Regions from separate parts of the Sus scrofa genome. Here regions 2, 3 and 4 are each linked to region 1. The links are chromatin contacts, called in public Hi-C and promoter capture Hi-C maps. All regions are on one chromosome and are shown on one strand. Each heading gives the region's core, a stretch centred on a gene start, on an enhancer-like site or on the middle of the called end of the contact. The rest is flanking DNA. Distances are from core to core; before and after follow the strand shown. Region 1 holds the start of CUL1 (cullin-1). Region 2 holds the start of ZNF786 (zinc finger protein 786). Region 3 holds the start of PDIA4 (protein disulfide isomerase family A member 4). Region 4 has its middle 27 kb from the start of PDIA4.

Region 1 (3,079 bases), core at 371-2,870:
GGTTGCACCTGTGGCTCGGATCCTGCGTTGCTGTGGCTGTGGCATAGGCCAGCAGTTGTAACTCTAATTCGACCTCTAGCCTAGGAACTTCCATATGCCGCGGGTACAGTTATAAAAAAGACAAAAATAAATAAGTAAATAAGTAAACAGTGGGGAGCCACTGAAAAGTTTGAAAGGATAGCATCATTTGGAAAGAATCATCAGTGGTTAGTCACTGTGCAGGCTGGAAGGATAGAGCAGAGATCAGAACCAGGCAAACTATTTAAAGGTAAAAACAGGAGTTCCCGTTGTGGCGCAGTGGTTAACGAGTCTGACTAGGAACCATGAGGTTGTGGGTTCGATCCCTGGCCTTGCTTAATGGGTTAAGGATCTGGTGTTGACGTAAGCTGTGGTGTAGATCACAGATTGGGCTCCGACCCCGAGTTGCTGTGGCTCTGGTATAGGCCAGTAGCAACAGCTCCGATTGGAATCTCCATATGCCGCAGGTGTGGCCCTAGAAAAGACAAAAAAGACAAAAATTTAAAATTAAAAAAAATAAAGGTAAAAACAATACAGGTGTGGGAAACATAATAAAGGAGTGGATCTGCACATACTTGGGAGTTACTGGCTTAGGTTACGCCCCTCATCAAGCTTAATGATTTGGAGCAAATTGCCTGATATGTCTGAGAAGTGGTATAGATGCTACCTGGTTGTGAGGTGGACATAAAAGTCAATGAATGACATAGTCTAAGAGCTGTCAGTAACAGTGCAGATGAGTGGCGAGTAAAAGCTAGAAGGAAGAAGCAGGAATTAAGGCAGTGAGAATTGGAGAGGATGGTTATAGGTGAACTAAATCCTTCCATTCAGGGAAAAGTGAGGTAGTAATTCAGTAGGGTTCTCTTGTGGCACAGCAGGTTAAGGATCTGGTGTGGTCACTACTGTGGCTCTAGTTCTATCCCTGGCCCAGGAACTTCTATATGCCATGGGTGCGGCTGGAAAAAAAAAGGGGGGGGAGAGGTTGAAAGAAACAAACAGTAAAGGGAAAGCTGACCCACTCCGTTCTTGTATTAGCTATGGGAAGGCACAGACAAGAAGACCATGTTGAATGGTGAGAAGGGAGAGGACAGTTTAGGGAAGATGGAGATGAGATACCTTGTTGTTTGAGGAAAATACAGGTTCCATTATGGGGAACAAGTAAGAGAAGCCATATATATACAGTGGAAAGCACTGTCCACAGGGACAAGCCTTCCATTTCTACCTTCAATTTTACCATGTGCCCACAAAAAAATTGCAAAATACACCTGTTTCTTCTTCTTTTTTGGTCTTTTCCAGGGCCACTTCCCATGGCATACTGAGGTTCCCAGCCTAGGGGTCTAATCCGAGCTGTAGACACTGGCCTACGCCAGAGCCACAGCAATGCGGGATCTGAGCCACATTTGTGACCTACACCACAGCTCATGGCAACGCCAGATCCTTAACCCACTGAGCAAGGCCAGGGATCAAACCCGCAACCTCATGGTTCCTAGTCGGATTCATTAATCACTGCGCTAAAATGGGAACTCCTCCTACACCTGTTTCTTTTAAATATCTAGAAGTGTAGGATGTAAACCAACAATTTAAAAATCATTGCATAGATTGAGATCATATACTTTAGTGACAAGTACAGACCAATGCCTTACTTCTAAAGGTACTTAACAAATGTTGACAAGTGACCACATTTCAATAGAAGGAAACAAATACTATGGGATATTCTAAGAGAAACCTGTATTCCTCAGGAGACAGCGTAGATTATGGGGGCAGCCCTCTACTCTGGGCCTAGGATTTCCACCCCACGGTGATACTAAAATCTTCTCCTGTTTTCATTTGGAGCAAAACAGGAAGTTATGTTCATCAAGTTTTTTGCCCAGGTAATTTGAAATTCTTCCTTGCTTGTTCATGGAAGTCGTGGGCCCTCTGGTATGTAAACCACATCATTCCAGCAGAAGCCCCTCCAAGCCCGCCTTTTGTCACCTAGGTCATCATAGGAAGCCAGGTGGCTATTTGTGCTGCAAAAATGTGCAGTTCAAGGACCCAATTGTGAGTTAATTTCACTTGACTGCGGTGAACTACTCCAGGACTCACGTGAAAACAATGTTATTCTGCAGTCACGCCTCATCGCATCCACATATATGGAAAAGCTTAAATTCCATTCTTGATTTGTCTTTACAGAGATTAATGGTAAAGCGAATCTTTATCAGCCCTTTGCCTAAAAAGGAGTTGGTTAAAGAGTTTGTGGAGGAAAGCTGGATTGGTTTGATTTCAGAAACGATTTTAGAGAGGCGCCGGGGAGCCGGGGCTCTGGTGCCGAGGCCCGCAGGTGTCTTGGGGCTGAGAATGGACCACACGTTTTTCTTTTCAAGGGCCCCTCGCCCATCCTCGACTTCATCAGCCGGTCGGGATCTGGCTTTTGGTTATTCCCCCGGCTGGGGAGGCAGATCCACCGGGTGTCGTTGTGTTCCGTGTCGGTTCAGGGTTCAGGGTGAGTGTGCGCGCAGGAGGGGGTGTGTGAGACCCTCTCCTCCAGGGAGTTTTGGGGCGGCTTCTTCCTAGGCTGGCGCCCCCAACCTCAGAAGGTGACCCCTCCTCGTTCGGCCCGAAGTGGCGGGAAGCCGGGTCCTTAGAGGCGGCCCGAAGGCGAGGGAGGCTGTAAAACCTGGAGGCGGATCCGGTGCGCTCGGCCGGGGATGGCGTGGGGTTTCAGAGCCAAGGACCGCGGGCTTCAGGTAGGGACCAGCCAGGCGAGCGGGGCCTCAGCGGCGTCGGGGGCCCTGGGGCCAGGGCCACGGCGGGCGGGAGGTTTCCGGGCCCCTCCCGTGCCGCGGGCTGGTGGGGAGATGGCGGCGACGGTTTCCCGGCTCCCCCGCCCCGGACGCGATGGCGGTGCGTTCCGGCCCTCCCCCACCAGCTTCACGCCCGCGGGAGCCGGAGCCGGTGAGGCCGGGAGGGCGGGGAGCGGCGGAGGAAAGGCGAGAGGGCGGAGGTTGCGTGGTGCAGGCGGCGGCGGCGGCGGCGGCGGCGGCGGGAGGAGGAGGAGGAGGAGGAGGAGGAGGGCCGGCGGGCG
Region 2 (3,079 bases), core at 305-2,804, 330 kb after region 1:
AAACAGCATTGCATACTACAGAGAATGCACTCTTCCTGAAAAGAAGAGTCAATGGATGCAGCAAACTGCCCTGTTGTCTTAAGAAGTTGCCACAGCCATGCCTACCTTCAGCAACCACCACGCTGATCATCCATCGGTCATCAACATGGACACAAGACCTTCCACCAGCAAAAAGATTACAACTTGCTGAAGGCTCAGATGACAGTATTTTCAGCCATAAAGTGTTTTTTTTGTTTGTTTGTTTGTTTTAAGGGCCACACCTGCAGCATATGGAAGTTCCCAGGCTAGTCATTAAATTGGAGCTGTAGCTGCCAGCCTACACCTCAGCCACAGCAATGCCAGGTCTGAGCTGTGTTTGCAACCTACACCACAGCTCACAGCAAGGATGGATCCTTAACCCACTGAATGAGGCCAGGGACTGAACCCACATCCTCATGGATACTAGTGGGGTTTGTTACCTCTGAGCCACAACAGGAACTCCCATAAAGTATTTTTAATTAAGGATGTACATTGCTTCTTAAGACATAATGCTATTGCAAACTTGAATAAACTATAGTACAGTGTAAACATAACTTTTAGAGGCACTGGGAAACCAAAAAGTTGGTGACTCCCTTTACTGTGATATTTGCTTTATTGCAGTGATCTGGAACCAAACCCCAAATACCCCCGAGATATGCCTGCATTTATAATTTTTGCTATAAAATTCTTACATATCTTTTATTTATTTGGGCATAGGAATTATTATTTTTGTTGACTGTTAAAGGTAACTTAAAAGTGATGATCTCATGAATTCATTTAGTAACCTGCACAAAGACTCAATATCTAGGTTTATAAAATGCAGAAAAACATAAAACTTCGATTTCAACAAAACATGAAATAATCAAATAATGTTTACCCATTTAGATTTTCATATCCTCTCCTAGCTTTCCAACATAGTCTCCTTCCTTCTTACACTCAACACAAATTTCAACCCTTTAGCATTAAATTCTAACATTTAATCTTATGCCAACCATCATTCAACCATTCGTGATCTTAAATCTTTTAAAACACTTGTCCTAAATTCAAAAACCATAACGTAAAACTGGTTAAACTGTAACACCCATAGCCGGCCCCAGACCAATTCTGATCCTTTCCCTCGCACGCCCGCCCCCGCCTGACTTGGCCAGTTCTGTGTTCGGCTTTGTTTAGGGCTTTGGCTATCGACGAGCCCCAGGAGCGGCGGTCACCGGCTCCGTCAGCGTCCAGACCCCATACCCGGAGCCTAACGCGACCCTCACGACCTTGCCCCATCCGTCCGCCACCGCCCCGCGAGGACCCCAGGATGCCGGCCTGCTGAGCCGGAACCCGAGGACCGGTCCTGAGAGGGAGGCCCTCTTACCGGAGCCTGCTTGGCCATGGCTCTTTGAAATCCCGCCCGGCCCCGGCTCCGGCCCGGGATACCTCCACGCCCCGCGACCAGGCGTACGGTCACCTTCCCCGCGGCCGTCTAGCGCTCCCCGGTGACCCGCAGGTCCAGCCTGGGCACGGTGCTTGCTGGCACTTGCGTCCACTTCGCCCCACAGCGCCCCCTGCGACCGGGAGGAGGGAGCGGCGCCCGCAGGAGCTGCCTACGCAGTGAGGGCGGGCACCAGCTCAGGAAGCAGCAGCTGAAGGTGGTGACCCATCCTCGCCCTCTCAGGAAATCCAGGGCAAGGAGGCAGAGGTGGAGACGGAAAGAGAGGGAAATGCAGAGTCAGCTGCAAACGGATGGAGAGGAGACGCGCTCTTCACTGAGATGGAGACAGTGAGAGGGCATGCAGGGGTTTGGATCCTCTCCAGAGCCGACCCCAGAAGGATTAGGCTGGAGGGGTCATCTATGTCCTGATACCAGGAATCAAGTGAAAGAGGTGAGGGGCATTATTGAACATGTTCCCCTAACCCGTGGGCAAATGGGAGGGGGGAGTCCATCCTGCTGGGGACTCTGAGAGGGTGCAGACCACCCCTCACGATGGTCCTGGCAAGGGCGAGGAGGCTGGGTATTCATCCTCAGGAAGTCAGGCAGAGGAATGGGACCGTTGACCCCATGGAGTTAAATAAGGAACATGACTCCTAGTCTGTAAAGCATGAGAAATGACATATAGCCTAAATATGAAATGGATCTTAAATTTACATGCCTTTCACTCTTAAGCCGTCAGAATGGTTGAATTGCTTAGATATATGTAATTGCTATCCCTACCTTAATAAATTTTTAAACACAATATGTATATAATTTAACAATAAAGCAGATTTTAAAAGACATGAAAGTTGTTCATAATTCTGGTACTCTAAATAAATGTTCAATTTTGCTTCATATAGACTTCCAGCCTCTGTCCACAGACATCTCCTTTTGCATGGTTCAGAGATACACATCATTTTGTGTCTTTTTCTTTTGTTTTGACTTGCCACATCAGTTTTTCATGTTTCTCATAACTCATAATTACACTCTTAAATGGCTGTGATTTAAGGTAGTGTATTAATCTGCTAGGGCTGCCATAACAAAGTACCATGGACTAGGCATATAAACAACAGAAATTTTCTTATAGTTGTGGAGGCCAGAGCATCAAGGTGTCAGCAGGGTTGATTTCCTCTGAGGATTCTCCTTGGCTTGCAGATGGCTGCCTTCTCCCTGTGTCCTCCCATGGTTGTCCCTTGGTCTGGGTGTTCTAGGTCCCAATCTCCACTTATGAGGACACCATTTATATTGGATTAGGGCTCACCCATAATGCCTCATTACCTCTTTAAAAGCCCTATCTCTAAATATAGTCACATTCTGAAGTACTGAGGGTCAGGACTTCAACATATGAATTTTTGGAAAACAAAATTCAGCCCATAACAGGTATAGGAGTGTCAGATATTTAGGGGTAGTTAAAAAATTTGTGGCCATAAATAATTTGCTTGAATGTATTCATACATGTAGTCTTTTTTCTTTTCTTTTTTTTTTTGTCTTTTTAGGGCCGCACCTGTGGCACATGTTGGTTCCCAGGCTAGGGGTCCAATCAGAGCTGTAGCTGCCGGCCTACAACACAGCTCACAGCAGTGCCAGATCCTTAACCCACCAGGT
Region 3 (3,079 bases), core at 396-2,895, 300 kb after region 1:
CCAGAGAATCCCCCACTTACCACACAGGCGACTGCTTCCTAGGACCTACACTCCATCACTACATATGGCATCAGTGACCTGTGACCCAAATGACAAATTCACTTGTCCTAGAAGCCTGTGGTGCCCACCCATGACTGCCATTCTTCCAGGCCTTTTAAGAATCCCGAAAAACAGAACCACTAGGTCAGAACCAAGACAAAGCTGTCTGCTTTTCCGCTCAGATCCAAAAACTAGCCCCGCCCCTTTACTGGTTCTCCAACTTTCAAGATGCCTCCCAAAGTTATTCTGCCCTTCATATCAGTGAAGAATGTTGTGAAATGAAGATTTCAGGGCTCACCCCTGCATTCTGCTAGGTTTATTTTGGGACTCTGTATTCAAATAAGCACCAGGTGATTTGGATAAAGGTCCTAAGACACACCGGTAGGTGACATGGCTCTCTAGTTTCTGCTGGCAGGTGTTCTTTTCAAGAGGTGGTTTCTAACTTCCTTTTCTATGTGGGTAAAGACCCTTGAATCAGTGACTGGCATAAAAGTTACTCAATCTGTTTGAAAGAGTATAAAGTTCACACTTCCCCTACACGCTAACATTAGAAAGGGGGGGGTATTTATATTGGAATAAACTCAACAGGAAAAAACTCTAGTCATCTAGAGAAAGTCCAGGGAGGAAGAAGGTTAAGACCAGCAAGGAGCTGTTCTCTAGGAATAGCATTTTTCTCTCGACTATAACTTTCCAATTTTCCAAGTTTTCTTATACCATTTGTTTCCAGCTAGCTGATTCCAAAGAACAATGCAGGAGCCATGACAAGTAGCTGTCCAAAGTTTCTCGCGGAGCGGGCACTTTACTGGCAGGGTCCACACTTAACTTCCAGAACCCAGCGCGGTGATAGGCACATACAATAAGTGCTGAAATAATGCTTGCAGAAAGAATGCTACCTCCAAGTTTCCACAAGATGCAAACCAAGCCACCCCTTTCTCCCTCAAACCACAACCCTTGAGTTAATAATATCTGAACGTATAAACCACATTTTTAAGACGCAAATGCTTAAGAGGTTTCCCACTTGGGTCTTCACGCCCTCGCCGCTTCTCTAAAATCTGTTATGAAATCAACGGCCCCTCTCCCTTCACCCTCCCTGGGCGTGTTAGCCTAAAACGCTTAACCAGTTCCCAAGCGCCCCTTCCCAGGAACCGGCAGTCAGCCTCGGACCCGAGGGAAAATGAACAGAATCTGGGCGAAGGAGCCAGCGTGCAAAGAAGGCACTTTACACCTCTCCACATCCTAAGCCCCGGGGCAGCCCCGGCCCCTTCGCCGCCCTCCTCTTCCACATCTCCTAAGCGACCCTGCCCCGCGCTACCACCTTCAAACTCCAGCAAGTCGCCGGTGCCCGCGCGCGGTGCCCCCGGGCCCGGAGGCCCGACCCGCCGCCGGCCGCTCACCTTCGTCTGGGCCCCCGGCGCTCGCCGCGGCCAGCAGCTGAGCCAGGGCCAGGAGCAGGAGGAGCAGGCATGCTTTCCGGGGCCTCATCGCTGCGGTGCGGAGAGGCCTCCTCACTCCAGTTACTGCCGGGCGCTCCTGGACCTCAGGCCCTGGTCTCGCGAAACGAACCTAGAGGGAGGGAAAGAAACCCCCCGGAAGACCTCGCCAGCAATTGACTGGGGGCGGGGGAAGCCGCTGGCCGGCCAATCCCAGTCCGACTCCAGGCGCGGGCGGTGAGCGCCTGGGTGAGCGTATGAGCCCGGCGACACCGCCCACAGCTCAGATCCTCCACCCCAGCCTCCACCGCGCGCCCGGCGGCTTGCGAGTTTAAAGCTCTGAGTCCTAACGTGAGGTGCCCCCTTCTGATTGGCTGCGCCGCGGCCTCCAATCAGCGGCTGCCACTCGGTTTACCCGGAGCGCACAGGCTGAGAGAGAGAGCGGGGAGAACAAAGGCGGCGGGCCAGGGCGGGAGGGGAGGGGTCGGGCTACGCCTCGAGGAGCTATTGGCCGGTGGTGCTGTGGGAGGGGCCTGGGAACCGAGGAGGGCGGGGTTACAGGCTGTAGAAATGGGCAAGAAGAACACGTGTCCTTACGGGAGTAATGGATAGTGGACTAATGTGCAGACCGCAGGGAACAGGGGAGGCCCAGGAGCGAAGTAGCAGAGGGGTCCGAGCTAGTCTGTTGATGGGAAAGGGAGAAAATGGGACTCCTGAGTTGGCTTCATGTTCGTGACCTTTTCCGTTCCTGATTGAAAGCTGCATTTCTTTCCTATATTAAAACACAAATTGGCCTTGAGGGCCGGGATCGCATGCAGTGAAAGTGAATCCAGAACTAGGATATGGGGAAGCTTTTCTCCAGGGTTTCCTGTGAAACCCTGAATCCTAAACTTTGCTTCATGTTATTTCTCTCCTGATTTTTTGCAAAAGTGAAATAACAGGTTTACATAAGTCTAAAAATAGACTTGAGGTTTTCCCTCTTGACAATTTAGGAGGGAAAAACTAGGTTAAGGTAATGATTTTTGTGTGTCAAGTCTGTGATGTGTCTTAGGATTTGAGATTTCTTTAACACTTGGGGATTTGTATGCCTGAAGAGTCACAGAAAAGAAATAGGTCAAAACTGGAGAGTCTAGAGTATTTTACTGTGTATACACATTAAGTCAGCAGGAAAGAAAGCTGGCTACTCACAGAATTTAGCAATTAGAAATTTTTTATTTGATCTTTTAAATTTAATAAATTTTTATTGAACTCCCGAATCTGATGGTTCCCCCCCTCAATTTTGTTGGGCAGGAAGATGTTACACAATCCACTTTAAAGAGTAAATATATACTGATTTATCAGAATGCTATAAATGTAGAATATCAAACAGTTCAACATCATTTTAAGGAGCTCTTCAAAAGATATTTTTCTTCTGTGCCCAGGCAGAATTTTTATATTTCATGGTAGTTTTCTCTGAAACCTTATTAAACTGAGGACTGAGAGCCTATTTGACCAAATGTGGGACAAATACAGTTTCACTGTCCTTTGTTGGTTCAAGATAGAAAAGGAAATCTCTTAAGATGCAGCATATATATGTCTGTATACACACAAACATATGAAATCAGTTAAGT
Region 4 (3,079 bases), core at 303-2,802, 270 kb after region 1:
GGAATTTATATTTCAATCAGCAAAAGAGTAGGAAGATCACTGTCATAACACCTTATCTTAGATGAAGAGGCAGCAGAATGGCTTTCTCAAGGTTGCACTAGAAAGTGCAGGGGTTCCCTGGTGGCTCAGTGGGCTAAGGACCTGGCATTGTCACTGCTATGGCATGGGTTAGATCCTGGCATACAGTAGGCACACACACCACCCCCAACAAGTAAGGGCAGAACCAGGATGAGAGAGCAGCTCTAAGCCCCGACCGGTGAGTCCCACGATATACTCTGCTCTTCTCCCACCTTCTCTATTTTCAGAATCTTGGACTTAGCTGTTCTTCCTCCAAAATGTTTTCTCTTTATCTTCAAAACTTAAGAGGACTGTCAACTTTGAAATATCTCCTAATTTTGTCTACTAAGTGTTGTACTACCAAATATTAATCTTTTATCTTACTGATATTGAAACATTTAAAAATCCATACATATCTTTTTTTTTTTTTTTTTTTTTTTTTGTCTTTTCTAGGGCTGCTCCTGGGGCATATGGAGGTTCTCAGGCTGGGGATAGAATCGGAGCCATAGCTGCCGGCCTACGCCAGAGCCACGGCAACTCGGGATCTAAGCCTCATCTGCAACCCACACCCCAGCTCACGGCAACGCCGGATCCTCAACCCACTGAGCGAGGCCAGGGACTGAACCCGAAACCTCATAGTTTCTAGTTGGATTCGTTAACCACTGCGCCATGACAGGAACTTCAATCCACTCATATCTTAAAAGACTTTTTTTTTTCTTTTTTTGGAAATGATTTAAAGAATGTGGAAATTAAATAAAACCCCACTCTATTAAAAAGTGGGAAAAATAAAATCCTTAATCACCCCACCCCATTACCTCATTTCCTTTTCTTGGTCTCAGAATATCTACTTTTACCATACCTATTTGATTGGGGCGAGTGGGGGGGAGGGTGTAGCTGGGAGCTTCTGTGATGAATTTTCCCATATTTGTTGTTAGCTCTGAAGGAAAACGGCTACTTTAAACAAATTTTGTATTCCTAGCTTTTAATCTCAATAATAATATTGACTTTCAAATTTTTTAAATTAAGATGAAGACAAGTTAAGTGTATTTTACATCTAGACGGGGACAGCCCTGCAAAAGACTAGTCAAGTGCAGTAGTGAGAAGGGGGGAAAGAGTAGAACGAGGAGTTCGACCTGTAACTGACTGTGAACAATCAATTGAGATAACTCACTACCTTCGGACCAGCCAAAACTTCTGCTTGCTGTGTACACTATTTAAAGCTCACATATTTCCTCATTTTACCCTTACAGTGATATTTCAAATCGAGTTTACAAACAACATTTGCAGTATGGATGATATGCATCCTCTAACAATTCCTTCCGTGCATCTATTTATCAATAAATAGCAAAGTGTATTTAACAACAAGAATCAGAAGCACTACTGAGCATCCTGGGAAAGAGACATGCAAAATTAGCATCTCGTCACCAGGGTGTCTCCCGGCAGTGGAGTTCGTCTGTAGAGGCTCTGCCAGCACAGGATCCAGAGCTGTCCAATCGGCGCTGAGCTCCTTTGTCTATTTACCACATGTGACCTCCAGGCAGCTCTGCCAGATCTGGAGAAAACTCTGTGCACTGGAGCAGATCTAGTCCCCAGACCCCAAACCTTGGAACCAGTGTGCTCCCATCTTGGGGTCGGCTCCCTTCAGAAGAGCAGGAGTGCCTCCCTATCGCCCAAGATCTGCTTCTCCTCAAATCTCAACTGATTAAAAAACCCCCGAAAGATCACAGGAATGGAAGGAGGAGGCATCTGAAACACCCAAACATCTGGATGCTTCTGAGGCCATCCTGGCAGAGGGGGTCTCTGGTGCAGTGCCTCGGGGTTGTTCCTTGGCCCGATCTCATCTAATCTGTTTCCGTCCTTCCTTTGACGAAAATTCACATGAATGAGATATGGAAATGAGCTGATTAAATGTATTGATGACACAACAGGTAATCAGGAAGGCATGAAATTGACAGATGGGCTCATATTACATTAACTGGGACTGAGTTCTAGTCTTCACCACCAACTAGCTATATATCTTTGGAAAAGTTGCTTGCCTTGTTTGAACCTCAGTTTCTCCACTTTTAAAATGGACATAATCAGAATATCTACTTTGTAGGAGATTGGGAGGATTAAATGAGAAGCCATAGAATTCACTCAAATACATTAAAAAAAAAAAAAAAAAGGTCCTATGAGAATGTTAGCTCTCAAGGTTCAGAAATATTTTCTCTGGCTCAACAGGCACAAACTAATTAGAAACAAATGGATACAAATTAATAAGATAACAGACACAAATTAACAGCACTAGAGTTCCCTTTTCCATTAAAAACAAAATGAAAATCTGAGCAGGTACCAGATAAGAAAATCTCAAAAAGTAAAAGTGCAGATCCTAGTATAGTTACTCACAGGTCATTGTATCCCTGAGGTATGCTCAGACAGGTAGTGCCCAGAGCCCAGGGCTCAAGGTTTTTTTTTTTTGTTTTTTTGTCTTTTTGCCATTTCTTGAGCTGCTCCCGCGGCATATGCAAGTTCCCAGGCTAGGGGTCTAATCGGAGCTGTAGCTGCCAGCCTACGCCAGGGCCACAGCAACGCGGGATCCGAGCCACCTCTGCGACCTACACCACAGCTCACGGTAACGCCGGATCATTAACCCACTGAACAAGGGCAGGGATCAAACCCGCAACCTCATGGTTCCTAGTTGGATTCATTAACCACTGCGCCACGACAGGAACTCGGCTCAATTTTTTTTTTTAATTTCATTTTTATTTTTTAAATTCAAAGATGGAGTTCCCATTGTGGCTCAGTGGTAATGAACCCAACTAGGATCCATGAGGTGTTGGCATGAGCTGTGGTGTAGGTCAGATCCGGCACTGCTGTGGCTGAAGCCTAGGCTGGCAGGTGCAGTTTCAATTCAACCCATAGAAGTGGAACTTCCATATGCCAGAGGTGCGGCCCTAAAAAGCAAAATAATAATAATAATAGGATTTCCCCTTTTTTCTTTTATTCCGTCTATGTGCCCTCGCAGGTGACATTCTCTCAAATA

What was found. Promoter capture Hi-C pulls out the DNA fragments that hold promoters and counts their contacts. Hi-C and Micro-C count contacts between places; a contact is called where the count stands out from the background.
Region 2: a contact with region 1 is called in a promoter capture Hi-C map of liver, with 4 times the contacts expected there. The contact joins the promoter of ZNF786 here to the promoter of CUL1 in region 1. A contact is called at or near these places in 1 of 5 promoter capture datasets (liver) and 1 of 2 datasets of contacts at active chromatin or transcription factors (alveolar macrophages).
Region 3: a contact with region 1 is called in a promoter capture Hi-C map of fetal liver, with 3 times the contacts expected there. The contact joins the promoter of PDIA4 here to the promoter of CUL1 in region 1. A contact is called at or near these places in 2 of 5 promoter capture datasets (fetal liver and liver), 4 of 47 Hi-C or Micro-C datasets (embryonic fibroblasts, epiblast stem cells, heart right ventricle and 1 more) and 2 of 2 datasets of contacts at active chromatin or transcription factors (alveolar macrophages and skeletal muscle).
Region 4: a contact with region 1 is called in a Hi-C map of skeletal muscle, with 5 times the contacts expected there. The contact joins the enhancer-like site here to the promoter of CUL1 in region 1. A contact is called at or near these places in 1 of 5 promoter capture datasets (liver), 4 of 47 Hi-C or Micro-C datasets (embryonic fibroblasts, heart right ventricle, skeletal muscle and 1 more) and 2 of 2 datasets of contacts at active chromatin or transcription factors (alveolar macrophages and skeletal muscle).

Annotation. Positions count from the first base shown.
Region 1 is chr9:109,557,655-109,560,733 of Sscrofa11.1, reverse strand. CUL1 (cullin-1) reads left to right here and starts at 1,620. Exons shown (of 22, transcript XM_021063586.1): 1 at 1,620-2,497.
Region 2 is chr9:109,231,937-109,235,015 of Sscrofa11.1, reverse strand. It overlaps ZNF786 (zinc finger protein 786), which reads right to left and starts at 1,554. Exons shown (of 4, transcript XM_005667769.3): 1 at 1,379-1,554. The coding sequence starts at 1,396.
Region 3 is chr9:109,259,416-109,262,494 of Sscrofa11.1, reverse strand. It overlaps PDIA4 (protein disulfide isomerase family A member 4), which reads right to left and starts at 1,645. Exons shown (of 10, transcript NM_001267834.1): 1 at 1,434-1,645. The coding sequence starts at 1,521.
Region 4 is chr9:109,286,139-109,289,217 of Sscrofa11.1, reverse strand. No RefSeq gene overlaps it. Among named protein-coding and RNA genes, the nearest start is that of PDIA4, 27 kb to the right of the region's middle. Within about 2 kb of position 1,552, at least 68 of the 83 cell types and tissues checked have an H3K27ac peak or open chromatin away from gene starts, as enhancers often do. A contact at or near this core is called in alveolar macrophages, embryonic fibroblasts, liver and 2 more, where this site is marked.